2 separate regions of the Mus musculus genome follow, and region 2 is linked to region 1. A link is a contact called in public Hi-C data. All regions are on one chromosome and are shown on one strand. The core of a region is the stretch at or near the end of the contact, and the rest is flanking DNA. Distances in the headings are between cores, read along the strand shown.

What was found. A called contact is a pair of places that touch in the nucleus more often than the background predicts.
Region 2: a Hi-C map of cerebral cortex shows a contact between it and region 1, with 1.7 times the contacts expected there. The contact joins two enhancer-like sites. A contact is called at or near these places in 3 of 484 Hi-C or Micro-C datasets (cerebral cortex and cortical neurons).

What each region holds. Positions count from the first base shown.
Region 1 is chr13:59,285,617-59,292,280 of GRCm38.p6, reverse strand. No RefSeq gene overlaps it. Among named protein-coding and RNA genes, the nearest start is that of Gm34672, 33 kb to the right of the region's middle. Within about 2 kb of position 2,955, at least 10 of the 459 cell types and tissues checked have an H3K27ac peak or open chromatin away from gene starts, as enhancers often do. A contact at or near this core is called in cerebral cortex, where this site is marked.
Region 2 is chr13:59,428,830-59,435,493 of GRCm38.p6, reverse strand. No RefSeq gene overlaps it. Among named protein-coding and RNA genes, the nearest start is that of Gm34788, 15 kb to the right of the region's middle. Within about 2 kb of position 3,788, at least 41 of the 459 cell types and tissues checked have an H3K27ac peak or open chromatin away from gene starts, as enhancers often do. A contact at or near this core is called in cerebral cortex, where this site is marked.

The sequences.
Region 1 (6,664 bases), core at 1,706-4,205:
CATGTGCCACCCCATGCCTGGCTGAGGGGTCTGTAGATCTAGAGTTGGATTTATATATTTTTTAAAAAGCAAACCCCCAAAACATAGAACTAAGCATTGTTTCCATCGCAGTGGGCAGCTCTGGAGCAGCAGCAAATGGCTGCCCGTAGCACCACCTTGGGGGGAAGAGAAATGTCTGTCTATTCTGCCCCCTTCCTTCCTGTGCATTCACAATACCCATTATTACTCAATGAAAATACCAACACCAATACCAAGGAGCCACCATGTGGTTGCTGGGATTGGAACTCCTGTGTGTTCTCTCTCAAAGAGCAGCAGACTGGAACTGCAGTTAGTAGTGAGGCAGAGGATGAGTTGGTGGGGGGGGTTGGGTCTCCATGGGGGGCCTTTAGAGGCTCTTTACAAGGACAGGGGCATGGAGAATCTGTTCTTTTTTTCTTTTCTTTTCTTGTGAGAATCACCTAGCACACACCTCCCTTATGAGATGCAGGTGACAATTGCGCCTCATTTGAGGGGCGATTTTGTGTTAGTTGAGACTGACTTTTTTTTTTTTTCTGGTTTTTCTTGGCTTTTAACTGGGACATGTAAGCCAAGATCCTGCGAGTAGCAGCACTCTGTCTCCTCACTGGCCCCAGACTGTGGAGACTGGCATGTATTTAGGATGCCATAGATCAGTGGTGGCAGGGTTGGCAACAGGAAGGGAGTTCGATACTGTCTACAGATGAAAACGACCAACAACAAGGTGCACATGAGAGGGAATCATACTCAGGGGATAATGAAATCCACAAGCCTTGGCCAGCTGGCAGGGTAGGTGGCGTCCTAGGAGGGCATTGTGTGGGCGAGGAAGAGCGCTGGTGTCAGGGTGGCCTGGTGTTGGGGGAACACAACCCTTTAGTTGCTGGTTGTTTATCTTCATAACAATGTTTACTGGGGTCCTCCAGTATTTTTCTGATGGGAAATATTGCCATGCAGAATAAGACCTTCAAGGAAAAGATGCACACCTCTGAGCTTTCAGCACGCAACTGGTTTGTAAGGTAGATTTCCCGCCATACCTGGCGATCCTTCCTCACCTCCTTCTTTTTCCTTTTCTCTCTTCATTTCTGTATCCACCTCTCTCTTTCTCTCTCTCCCAGTCCCCCTCCCCCTCCCTCTCTCCCTCCCTCCCATCTTTCTTCCTTTCTCTCTTCCTTTCTCTCTCTTCCTTTCTCTCTCTCTTCCTTACTCTCTCTTTCTCTCTTCCTTTCTCTCTCTTCCTTTTTCTTTCTCTCTCTCTCTCTTTCTTTCTTTCCTTCCTTCCTACTTCTCTATCTCTCTTTCTCTCTTTCTTTCTCTCTTTCTTTCTTTCTTTCTTTCTTTCTTTCTTTCTTTCTTTCTTTCTTTCTTTCTTTCTCTCTTGCTATCAAGCATCAAAAACAGTTGGCTGTGACAATGCCTGGCCCGGCCCCGCCTTTACTTCTTTCTTTGAGAGTGGGTTTTACTGATCTGCCTAGGCCAGCCTTGAACTTAGGATCCTTCTGCCTCAGCCTTCTAAACAACTGGGATTACAGATCTTCAACAGGAACCTGGCTACTTTTCAGCTCCTAACTGGTCTGTTTTCCCTATGGGGACCATTCCAAGTGTGTGCTCTGTGTGGAACAGAGAGCACATGGATGAGAATCGGCAGTTCACAGAATTCTCTTGGTGTTAGTCTTCATAGGACATAAAGCTCACCCTCCAAGCTGTGTGGAGGGGCTTTCTCCCAGGGCCTCTCTAATCCTGAAGTTAAACATTCTGGCCTCCACTAGGGGCTTCTTCTACCAGGCCCTGTAAGAGTGAAGACACCAAAGACAGTGTTAACAATGACGTGTGACTAGCATGGCCGGCTTTGACCACCACAACTTCACCTACTTCATTTCTGGGCTGCACTGGCTTCCCTTGGTCCTGCTTTAAAAGATCATAGGAAAGATGTTAGCTGCTGTATTGCTGGGATGGGTTTCTGTGCTGTACCAGGGCTGGGAACTAAGCTAAGCTTGGATGCAAGGAGTGACGCTGTTTGTACTTACACCATGAAGACGAGCCTTTCACAGGTAAAGAGAAACACGAGGGTTCTTGAATGCTTCCTCTTTTGTTCATTAAGGATCAAGACTTACCTTAGATTGTCAGAACGCAAAGAAAGTGGCTTAACAATCAGATTGATCTCAAGGTCTGGAAAGGCAGCCTGGCTCCCAGTCTCTCAAATTCGTGCCCCTGTGTGACAGGCACTAGGAGACAGGGAGCCCCTTAATGAAGGCTTCCCTCTGCTGTAGCCATTGCGCTACAAGCAGAGTGAAGGAGCCGATCTTTTGAATGTAACATATCAGAACACACTGTCACCCATGTATTCAGAGTTATCCAGAGCATTAGTTAACATAATGTGCATGAGTCTAGTAACTTAAGTTTGTCTTTCAGGCTTACACCCCTCTCCCCAACACACTGCTCTGAACCATGCCCAGTATTGTGAGGCTGGTCTCATGCAGCGTACTCTATAGCTCTCCACCTTAGTTTTTGAGACAGGGTTTCCGCACTGAACCCAAATCTTGACATTGAGTTTAGTCTGGCACCTTGAGGTGACAGGCAAGTGCTGTTAACACTTGGCTTTAAGGGTGTGGGGAGATTTGAACTCTGGTCCTCATGCTTTTGTTAAGCAAACACTTTCCCACCGAGAGCCGTCTCCTCAGCCCCAGGAAATGAGTCTTACTAATCGGTAAATGATACTTCCGTTCATGACTCGAGTTGTACTGAGATTTATGCTTGACCGGGCTGGAAGCAGCTGGAAGAAGCGGTCCTCCGCGGTGTCAGGAGTGAAGAGCGAAGCAGGAGCAGATCTTTCTGCAGGTGGGGAAGACACCGTGACATCCTCACTTCAGGGTGGGGTGATGAGCCTCAGGGCTGAGGGCTGTGCTTTACCGGTCTTTGCAGCTTGTCCATGGGAGGGCACTGGTGTTCTAGGTTGGCAGCCTGTTCTGGGGAGACACTGAGCCCACATCTTCCAGACTGGTTAACCACTCACCCCACATCCGTGGCATCAAAGATGTGCGTGTGCGTGTAGTCTTCCTTTGGGACTCTGTTCTTTTGCCCAGTTTAGTCTTCTGTGGTCTTTTGTGGTCTTCTGAGTCTATTCACGCTATTAAACCTACTGCCCTTGTGTTAAAGGGCTGAGCACTGGTGCATAGCAAACTTATGAAATGAATACAAGGAGTTAGCAATTCAGTACATCTTCGGAAGAGGAGGCAGGAACCTCTGTGGACCCCCAGAGGAAGGAACAACAATTTGCCTAGTGGGAGGAAGTGGCAGAAAGAGGTTGAGAGAGAGAGAGAGAGAGAGAGAGAGAGAGAGAGCAAATGTCAGGCTTTCTTTTTTTTAAATCTAGTACATCTCAGTTTGGATCCTTAGTTCTAGGTGAGGAAGTACCGAGGTAGGTGTGCCCAGTTATGGGAGGGACATTGAACATTCAGAACCATCGAGTGTGTCTCACAGGGTCCTTTGGCATCTGCACCTAGATACCCTCTGAGGGCTCAGTGTGTATGATCTAATAGGTACATTTGGAAAGAGATGCCTGAGAGGGTCCCTGCAGAAGTCACTGAGGGAATAAAAAAAAAAAAGAAAAGAAAAGAAAACTCGGTTCGACTTGACTTCATCAAACTGAATCAAACATCTAAAGAGTCCGATGCCTGGCAGTTTATTGGCGGCATATTTAAACAATAGAATTGGGGGAAAAGTTTCCAGGCAACACTCATTCCAATTCCAGGTGCACAATAAAGCTTAAGGCATGGCTACATAGAAACCCCTTTACAAAGTACATGTGAACATGAAGATGTATTCTAGAGCTCAAAGGCTTAGACTCTAGCGGGGTCTCTGACAGGGACAGCACAGAGGTCAGCAGGCTGTGGATTATATGTGACATCCCCTGCTAAAGATATGCTCTATTGCCTGAGAGCTAAAGGCCATGGGAGGGAACGTCTGGGATGGAAAAGTCTGGAGTGCTTGGGTGAAGTCTGCCTCTACAAATAGCAAAAGGTCTCCAGGTCATTAACAATATCCACTCCTAGCGTTCTGGGTGGAAAACAGGTTCTTCCTCATTTAAGGAGATACTCCTGCATGATTAACACTCCTGGTTTCCCTTGTCTGTGGGCAAAAAGATGTTCGTGGCCCCGGCAGATGCCAAAGACACAGCAGTGTTCAGTATACAGCTGTCAAAGTGTGTGTGTGGCAACATGGCTCGTGTAGCTGCTCATAGTGTTGGGTCACAGCATTCTGTAGATGCACCAGGTGTTATGCTCTTGATGGATCCCCATGGTAACTACTTAAAATAAGTGCGTTTGCTGCATGCCATGGGGTAGATTCCGTTGCTGTGTGGTTTGTGGATATGTGTCTTACATCCTGAGTTGGAACGTGAAGGGTCTAGTAAATACCTCACTATATCAGCAAGCTCCTGTATGGACAGAAATTGCTCCCTCAGGGCAGGGAGACCCCAGCGGTCTTAGTCTGCGTGGCAGACATTAAACCTTTTGAGTGCTATCATTTGTAAAATAAGACCTCACATCCTCAGCTAATTTATTTTTATGCTGCCTTTTTGATTGAGTTGCCGCACGAGGAAACATCGATAAAAGCATTCATTAATAAGTAGGGCTTCTCTGGTTGCATCGGGGTGGGTTGTGTCTTGTGGATTGGCACCAGGGAAACACGTGTGGTTTGTTGTGGGTTGGATATAAACTGTCTTTGTCTTTCCCCTGAAGTTCAGCAACAGTGTATGCCAGCACTGATCTGAGGCCTAGATCCAGGTTCATCTAAAGTTTGAAATTTGGCTTTTATTGAATTTTAAAAATACATTGAAACGGTGTTTTTGTATAACTTTAAGGAAAGAAAATAAAAAGCATTGGATATATATCCATATGTATATGAATGCATATATTTCTATAGGCTAGGAGATAGATAAGATAAATCTGAGAGAAGGTACAGAGGAAGTGTGTTATTCTCTCTCTCTCTGTGTGTGTGTGTGTGTGTGTGTGTGTGTGCGCGCGTGTGCGCATGCCCATGTGCTTATTCTTTAAGTTTACATCTGATTATGAAACCAAATCTCATGGTTGATTTAATTGTATACTGGGCTGTTTCTTGCTGTGAATTTTTTCTTTAGACTTTGGAGATTCTCAAGAAACTCTGAAACCTTTCCTTAATTACTTTTAATCTCATCCATCTTTCCTCCTTCCAATGTTTTTAATACATATTTTTGTCTGGCATCTATAGAAGCTTTATGATATTATAACACTCTATTACAAGTCATAGCTAAGAATTCAGGAGCTAAATAGAAGTTCAAGTTGTATAAATTAGAATTATTATTATTTTTAACTCACGAGTATGCTCAGCAAAATACAAATCTATTCTATCAATAAAAACTTGCTAGGAATATTTCCAGGTTAAACCCTGCTAGGATATTAATTAACATTTTTGTGCCTAAACTTAAAAGACTGTTGTGTTTGAAATTGTTGACCAGTGTGTGCGTGTGTGTGTGTGTGCACATATATACGACGTGTAAATACTATGCATGAATATCACATTATGAATCTATACATATGTATGCATACACATGAATTTATATTTAGGAGAAAAATTAAGTCCATTATCACTTCTTGGAAGCCCTGCTGGTTTTAATGAAAGTGGATGATTTCAGTTGAATAATTGGCTTGTTACAAAACAGAATGTTCAAAATGAACGACTTTCAAAAATTGAAACAGCTAAGGAAAAACAAATAGAAGGTAATGATATTTTTTATCTTTAATGGGTTAGAATGCTTCCGTAAGTCGCTGATTTGGGCCATAGCACACCAGCTGAATGTCATGTCTTCAGATAGTTCTTCTTCAGTGAGGTGAGGTGGGAGTTCCCTCAGGGGAGTGGAAGATGGCGGCCTAAAGTAGGAGTCTTCAACCGAGTCCTCTTAAACTAGGTGAGGATAGCATGGTCCTAATGAGCCTTGAGTTCTGTTGGCCTACTGCGCACCAGAGGAAGGAGTGCAGCCCCATACAACAGACCAGCATGGTTTACATCCCACCCATTGCTGGTTCTGCCTCACCGTGTGAACCGTTACTTGGTGGCCTGCCCAATTCCTCACAGCTGGGTTTTCTCCGTTGTGCAGTGACATTGCTGGGCCTTGAACGTTTGGCATTTTTGTTTACATCTCTAACTCTGTTCCTTTTTGTAAGATGTTGAAGGAATAGACAGGACATGCAGGGCTGGGACAGGGCGGGACAAGGGATCTTGGCATGGGGTCCACGAGAGTCACTCGGAGGATGGCGTGTAATTTTGTTCTCAGTTTTAGGAAAGCTGAATGAGTTTGGGTATCAGAGGCTCAATCAGATGGACAGCATTGTGAGCGAGGATGCACAGGACCAGAGCCTCCTTTCAGTAGATCCCAAGGCAACCTGGGATCGCCCTGGGAGGCCTGCCTCGCTATTTACGGCAAGCATCCGAGTTCCCTGCAGGGATATTGGCAGTGCTGTCTACACAACTTAAAAAGCACTTAGAGGAATGCAATTCCATTAGGCTGGGCATAATGGGCCCACTCAGGGCAGGCTTTGTAAATATACGGCTAATGTTATTCTGACATGTTTACAGGCCAGGACATGCTTCTCGTAGGTCAGGACCTTCAGATGGC
Region 2 (6,664 bases), core at 2,539-5,038, 140 kb before region 1:
ACCAAGTGTGGTCTTACTTGTGCCCTTGGTACATAGATGATGACCAATGAGCATGACTCTTCCAAGACCAGAACCCCAGGTAAGGTGAGGTAGAGACATCAGGTTGGTAGGAGGAGTTCCGAGGCAAGAGGCTGGACTGAAACAGGTTCTCCAGCCAATCATTTGAATTCAGTGGTCATGCACGAGCCAGCCCTTGCATGCCATGAGACCAATGTTGGAGGCACCTGCTGAGGGCACCACAGAGGACCCCACACCTCCTGAAATACCCACCTCAAGTGCTAACACCTGCCAAAGTAAACAGGAAAACTTGCAGCTGGAGTCGCTTCTGCTCCCGTACTCCTTAGCCCAAGAAAATCACATCGAAGGGCAATGACTATGTTAGAACCCAAAGGATGGGAGAGACGCTGTTTAATCTCTGCCCCTCTCACCCTCATCCCAGGATCTGGAGGATCACTGCCTTGAAGAAGGGGGACTCTAAGCCATACCCTTTCCTGTACCCATTCAGGGACCCTCAAGTCAAGACTAGAGGAGGGAGGATGAAGTTTAGGTTGTCTAGAGGTGAAACCTGTCACACACACACAAAGTATCATCCAAAGAGGGAAAGAGGGAGATTAGATACAATAGGGTTGAAAAACACTGGACAAAGATTGGAGAGATGGCTCAATGGTTAAAAGCACTGGATGCTCTACCAAGGGCAGCAACCACATGGTGGCTCACAACCATCTGTAACAGGATCTGATGCCCTCTTCTGGCACACAGGTGTACATGCAGGCAGTGCATTCACATACATAAAAGAAATATATAAATATCTTTAAAAAGAAAGACAATAGATAAAAAAAAGTGGTCTCCTGCTCCCACCCCACTGCTCAAATAGGTGAGTGTGGGAATTATGGGTTGCAGTGCTGGTGGGCTCTGGAGAAAGGGTGAGGCTCGATGGAGTTCGCCGATGCAGTGCATGCGCTACAGAATTAGATAAAGAAGGTGATCTCATCTATGTGAGGATGCAGGGAGACAACAACTGCTCACCACCTTTCCAACCTTGGGCTCCTCCTCCTCGGCCTCCTCTGAGCCTTGGGACATGTGAATGGCCCCCAAGTGGTCTTCAGCTACACTCCTTCCTGCTGGATGCTCTAGGACCTGCCTGGGCACTGGGATTAGATGCTAGGCTGCAGTCTCTGTTGCCTTTCACAGACTATGAGTGGGCCTGTCTGCTGGCTACCACTTACTGCTGCCCACAAGCCTCGCAGTGCTCAGACAAAGCTGAAGTAACTGAGTCCAGCTAAGGACCAAGGGAAGGGCAGAAAGTGACCGATACCATACAGCCAAGGCTCCAACTGCCTCTTCCAAGTAGAGGGCCAGGTGTGGCCACTCCCATTCAGTCTTGACATCTCTCTTGTGGACACGGGCTACACTGGATGTCTAAAACCAGAAAGGGTATGGGTCTGAAGCCCTAACAGGTAGCCTTGAAACTCACCGTCATTGGACTTTGTATCCATTTGTGTCCGTTAATTTGGTATTGCTACAACATAAAGCAAAAAGTCTGGGTTCTTCATACAGCAGAGGTTTGCCTGATTCATGACTCTGGTGACTAGAAGGTCCAAACAGTGTGGCACACGTATTAGGGCCCACAATTGGTCCTTCTGGTCAGGCGCAGCATTGCAGAAGAGTTTAAAGGTGCACAGAGATGGGGTGAGGAAGAGACTGGGAAGGGTGACTCAGTTTATAACAGCTGGGTTTCCTGGAAGCGAATCCAGTCCTGCGAACCCCACATAACCAGTGGTCATCATTGAGAATGGGGCCCTGAGACCCAAAGATCTCTCTTTAGGCAGTCTTCTAGAAGTTTCCACTTGCCGACTTCATTATATGGGAGACCAGCCTTGTGGACCAAAGCACACAGAAGCTGTGTGACATGCTTCTGGGAGACTTGGCTGCACAGTAGATCCCCACTTCCTTTCCTCATCCTGCACTCCACGCAGGGAGTGACCCCAAGGCTTTGTCCTTCCTTCAGGCTAGAGCAGGTCCACTCCCTTTCCTTATAGAATGGAGGCATTCCCTCAGCTTGCTTCCTTGAACAGAAAGTTCCAAGTCCCCTAAATAGGAAAGCAAGGTGGCAACTTATTGATCAACCTGGGCAGGAAGCAGAGGGTGTTGGCCTTGTGCTGAGCTAGAGTGGTTGTGCTGTGTTAGGGCTCTTACTGTGTGTGCACATGTGTGCACTGTCTATGTGTGTGCAACTCTCTCTCTCTCTCTCTCTCTCTCTCTCTCTTTTCTCTTTCTATTCTCTTTCTCTCTGTCTCTGTCATTATATTTCGAAAAGCTACTGGTTTTTATGTTGACGTTTTGTATGCTGCTACTTCTACAAAAGTTATGCTCTTCACTCCTGTGTCAGTGCCAAGGCCTAAAAGTGACAAGGAAGTCCACAAGATCTGGGGATGGCTCAGATATGTGAAAACCAGAAGAGCAGAGGTGGGGGAGTCCAAGGCCTGCTGTGGAGACAGACCCTAGTGACAAAATGGGACACTTGAGCGTGTACACAGAACAGATGGGTAATGGCGATGCTGTCAGATGACCACAGAGTGATGAACTGAAGAGAAAGGTCAGGAGAAGGAGCAGGGATTACATATTTATAGGACTGTCAGGACAAAGATGGGAATGGCTTGTGACTGAACTGCAGGTCTGAGATGAACCATTGGGAACAGTGGCTGGAGACACCACATAGGGGAGATGCCTGAGTAGCAAGCAGTGCATGATTTGACAGCACCCCACACCCCACTCATCCCCAGACACCACATAGGGCAGACGCCCAAAGAAGCCACTGCCTGCTGGTGTGACAGCACCCCCTCTTCAGGTTTCCACAGTCTCTCCAGTTTCTTATCTCCCTCTCCCTCTTGGCTTCTTCCCTATGAGATTGCGTACTGCAGGTTTGTGGGCACACGTGCACGGCTGGCTTGAGTCTGCTGGGAGAACTGGTAAGAGAAGGAGGGAGTGGTTGGATACTCGGAGATGTCAGGCATGGACAGGATGGATCTAGGACTTGGCTCTGATAAAGAGGGAGAGAATTGTATTCCTTGTTTCTGGTTCTCCTGCCTCGCCTCCACCTTCCCACGGAGATTTCGGAGAAAGAAGTAAAGAATTACATATTCATCAGGCCGGACCCAAAGTGCCGACATAAACACGTGACAGCACGTGGGTCAAAGCTGATGGGATTCCTGTATGCCAAACCTCTTCACATATAGAGCAACTCAGGTGACACTGCTGTGTGGTTCCCTGTCCGGCTTTCTAAGGTTGAGACAGTCTCATTCTCTCTCTCTCTCTCTCTCTCTCTCTCTCTCTCTCTCTCTCTGTCTGTCTCTCTCTCTCTCTGTGTCTCTCTCTCTCTGTCTCTCTGTCTCTCTCTCTGTCTGTCTCTCTCTCTCTCTGTGTCTCTCTCTCTCTGTCTCTCTCTCTCTGTCTCTCTCTCTGTCTCTCTCTCTCTCTCTCTCTCTCTCTCTTTTCCGAGACGGTTTCTCTGTATAGCCCTGGCTGTCCTGGAACTCACTTTGTAGACCAGGCTGGCCACACAAAAGGGTTTTGAGACACTGGTGAGAACAGAAGGGAAAGCATCTCCCAGTGAGACCTGGTCAGCAGAATGCATCTCTTTCCTCTGTGAACAAAGGGGCCAGTGGAAGGAAGAGTAAGGTGGCAGCAAAGCGGCTACTGAAGGTCCTGCAAAGGGGATGGGCTGCTGCTGAACTGACAGCGCCATGCGTCTTACTGAGCATGCGCAGAGCTGCTGTGCGGTGGGGGCCAGACAGGCCCACCCTGAGAGCAGAGAAAGGAGAGTCTGGAGAGCGCTCCATTAACCATCAGTGAGAGCTCTGGATAGGGGCCTGGGACCAGCATGAGATAACAATGCACAGGGGGTTGTCTGAAACAAGGAGGCCAGCAGGCTAAGAAGAACAAATAGCATAACGCGGAACATAGGTTCCGCAGAGAAATGAAAGCAATCCAATGTTTTGGAATAGAGTGCGGGGCTGGTTTAAACCAGCGCCTGGTGGCTTTTCTCCATCTTGGAGGGTGGCATCCTCAGCCTCTGAACAGCGTGGAAGAGCGTGTTTCTAATTATCACGTTGGGCCTTTGATCTGCTCTAATTATTTGTTTCCTCTGTAAACAAACTAGACTCACTGATGCTGGGCTTGGCTCACTTCTCTGCTTGGAGGTGGTTGGCGGCGGGCCACCAGTGCTTCACAAATGACACACAAGTGCCCTGGCTCCCACACGTAGTGCAGACACAGGGCTTCTACTGCGTGCTACAGATATGCAGGATTGTTGGCTGAGGTTACCTTACTGGTCTCTCTCTGTCTTGTCCTTTCCAGGAAGCTCTGGAAAGAGATGGAAGAGACCATGATACAATCAAGCAAAACCGGCTACACACAAGTGGGAGCACCAGCAGGCCGTAAAGGCCGGACACATCATCATTAAAAACACCCAAGGTGGAGGCTGGAGAGCTGGCTCAGCAGTTAAGAGCACTGACTGCTCTTCCAGAGCTCCTGAGTTCAACTCCTACCAACCAGCAACCACATGGTGGCTCACAACCATCTGTAATGGGTTCCAATGCCCGCTTCTGGTGATGTGTCTGAAGACAGCTATAGTGCACTCATATAAATAAAATAAATAAATAAATCTTAGCAGAAAATTACCCAAAGCTTCTGGGTCAGTCTTGTGGAATTTATGGACTCAGCCCACACCTGAAACTCGAGCATCCAAACTGTAAAACCTCCAGCAACCGTGAGATGAGGGCTCCACGTGGGTGTGGCCACTCTTATGACCTGAGAAGGATTTTTGCATATATTCTTGTGAATTCTACTTTTTAAAGCAGTTATTAAAAATTTGGTCTTAGGATAGAACAGAGAGCTTCACATGTGTCTAGCCTGTGCTCTAACCATTGATCGGCTGCCCTAGACCAGGCCTGTGAATTTGAGAATTAAAAAGTAATTTATTGAGGTATATTTTACATATGATATAATTCACCCACTTCAAGTACACAACACAATGTTTTTTGTTTTTTGTTTTGTTTTTTGTTTGTTTTTTGAGAGAGGGTTTCTCTGTATAGCCCTGGCTGTCCTGGAACTCACCTTGTAGACCAGGCTAGCCTCGAACTCAGAAATCCACCTGCCTCTGCCTCCCGAGTGCTGGGATTAAAGGCATGCTCCACCACGGCCGGCCCAATGTTTTTTAAAAAAAGATATTTACTTTTATGTGCATAGGTGTTTGACTGTATATGTGTATGTGTATCATATGTGGACAGTGCCCATGGAGGCCAGAAGAGGGCATCAGATCCTTTGAAACTGTAGTTACAGATGGGTGGGGAACCATTGCCGAGGTGCTGGGAATCAAACCCAGACCTCTGGAGTTCTGTGCCCACCCTTGTGACTTTCTCTGTTTCACACACTTATTGCTAGGTCTTCCCCTTTTTCCTAGACTCCAGTGACCACTACTCTACACTGTCTCTGCAGACTCACTCTTTCTGAACATTGACATAAGTGGGACCACATGATAGTCTGTCTTACGCTTGTCTCTTTTGTTTAACAAAAACATTTTAGAAGTCCATTTGCATGTCCTAGGGTGTCTCTGATGTCTCATTTTGTTGTTGAAGAAGCCCTGGGTAGAGTGTAGCCATGAGCCCTGGGTAGAGTGTAGCCTTGATCCCTGGTTAGAGTATGGTCATGGTCCCTGGGTAGAGTGTAGCCATGAGTCCTGGTTGGAGTATGGCCATGAGTTCTGGTTGGAGTGTGGCCATGAGCCCTGGTCACACTCCAGTGTGGCTGGCAAGGTGGTGTTGACTAGCAGGCGCCTCTGGAATGTCAGGTGCTTGACTTCAATCAGCCGAGATCTTCAGTTGGCAAGTGATGAAAACCTGTTCCGAACAGATTTCAATGTAAGTACACCAATGTAAAGGGGAAGCTGCGGGCTTACATAATGAGACGCCCGTTGGCATCAAGATAATATCACCCACTTTGGGTTCCTTCCTGAAGTATGTGTTAATTCATAGATTTGACCTGGTGCTATTTGACTAGGACTGTGAGCTTTTGAGTTCAAGTTTACTAGACAAATGCCCAGTTCTAGTAGTTTGAGAGAAGTTGTCTTGTTGTCTAGATGCAGTTAGGGAATAGGTAACAATAGGGAGGATTGTGCTACAAATAAATCAAATTAAAGGTTAGATTTCTGGCTCTAGCATCTAAACCTTCCTGTTTAGCCATTTTCTCATGTAAATTGGGCACACATGCATTTGATGGACAGATAGCAATTCAGCTCCATACATGAGACTTATTTGGGATGGAGGTAAGAGAGCAGGGTGCAGACTGTCTTGAAAAATTTATGTTTCAACAGAATGTAACTGGGTGGACTTCCAACTTGCAACAGGGTCTTTTTATCACTGTTGCCCTGAGAATGGAATAAAACAAGAGACATTTGCATGGGATCGAATGGGTACAGGAAGTGGATTAGGTTAACAAGGAGAAACCCAGCTCTGTTTCAAAGGGATGCCTTGAGAGATGGATTTCATGCTGGTGTGAGTGTGGTCTCCCCCATCTGTTCAAACCCCGTTCATCCCATGTTGGTCATGCCACTGGAATGAAGTCCTCTTCATGGGCATCGTTTCAACTTGTGGGGTTGGAATTATAT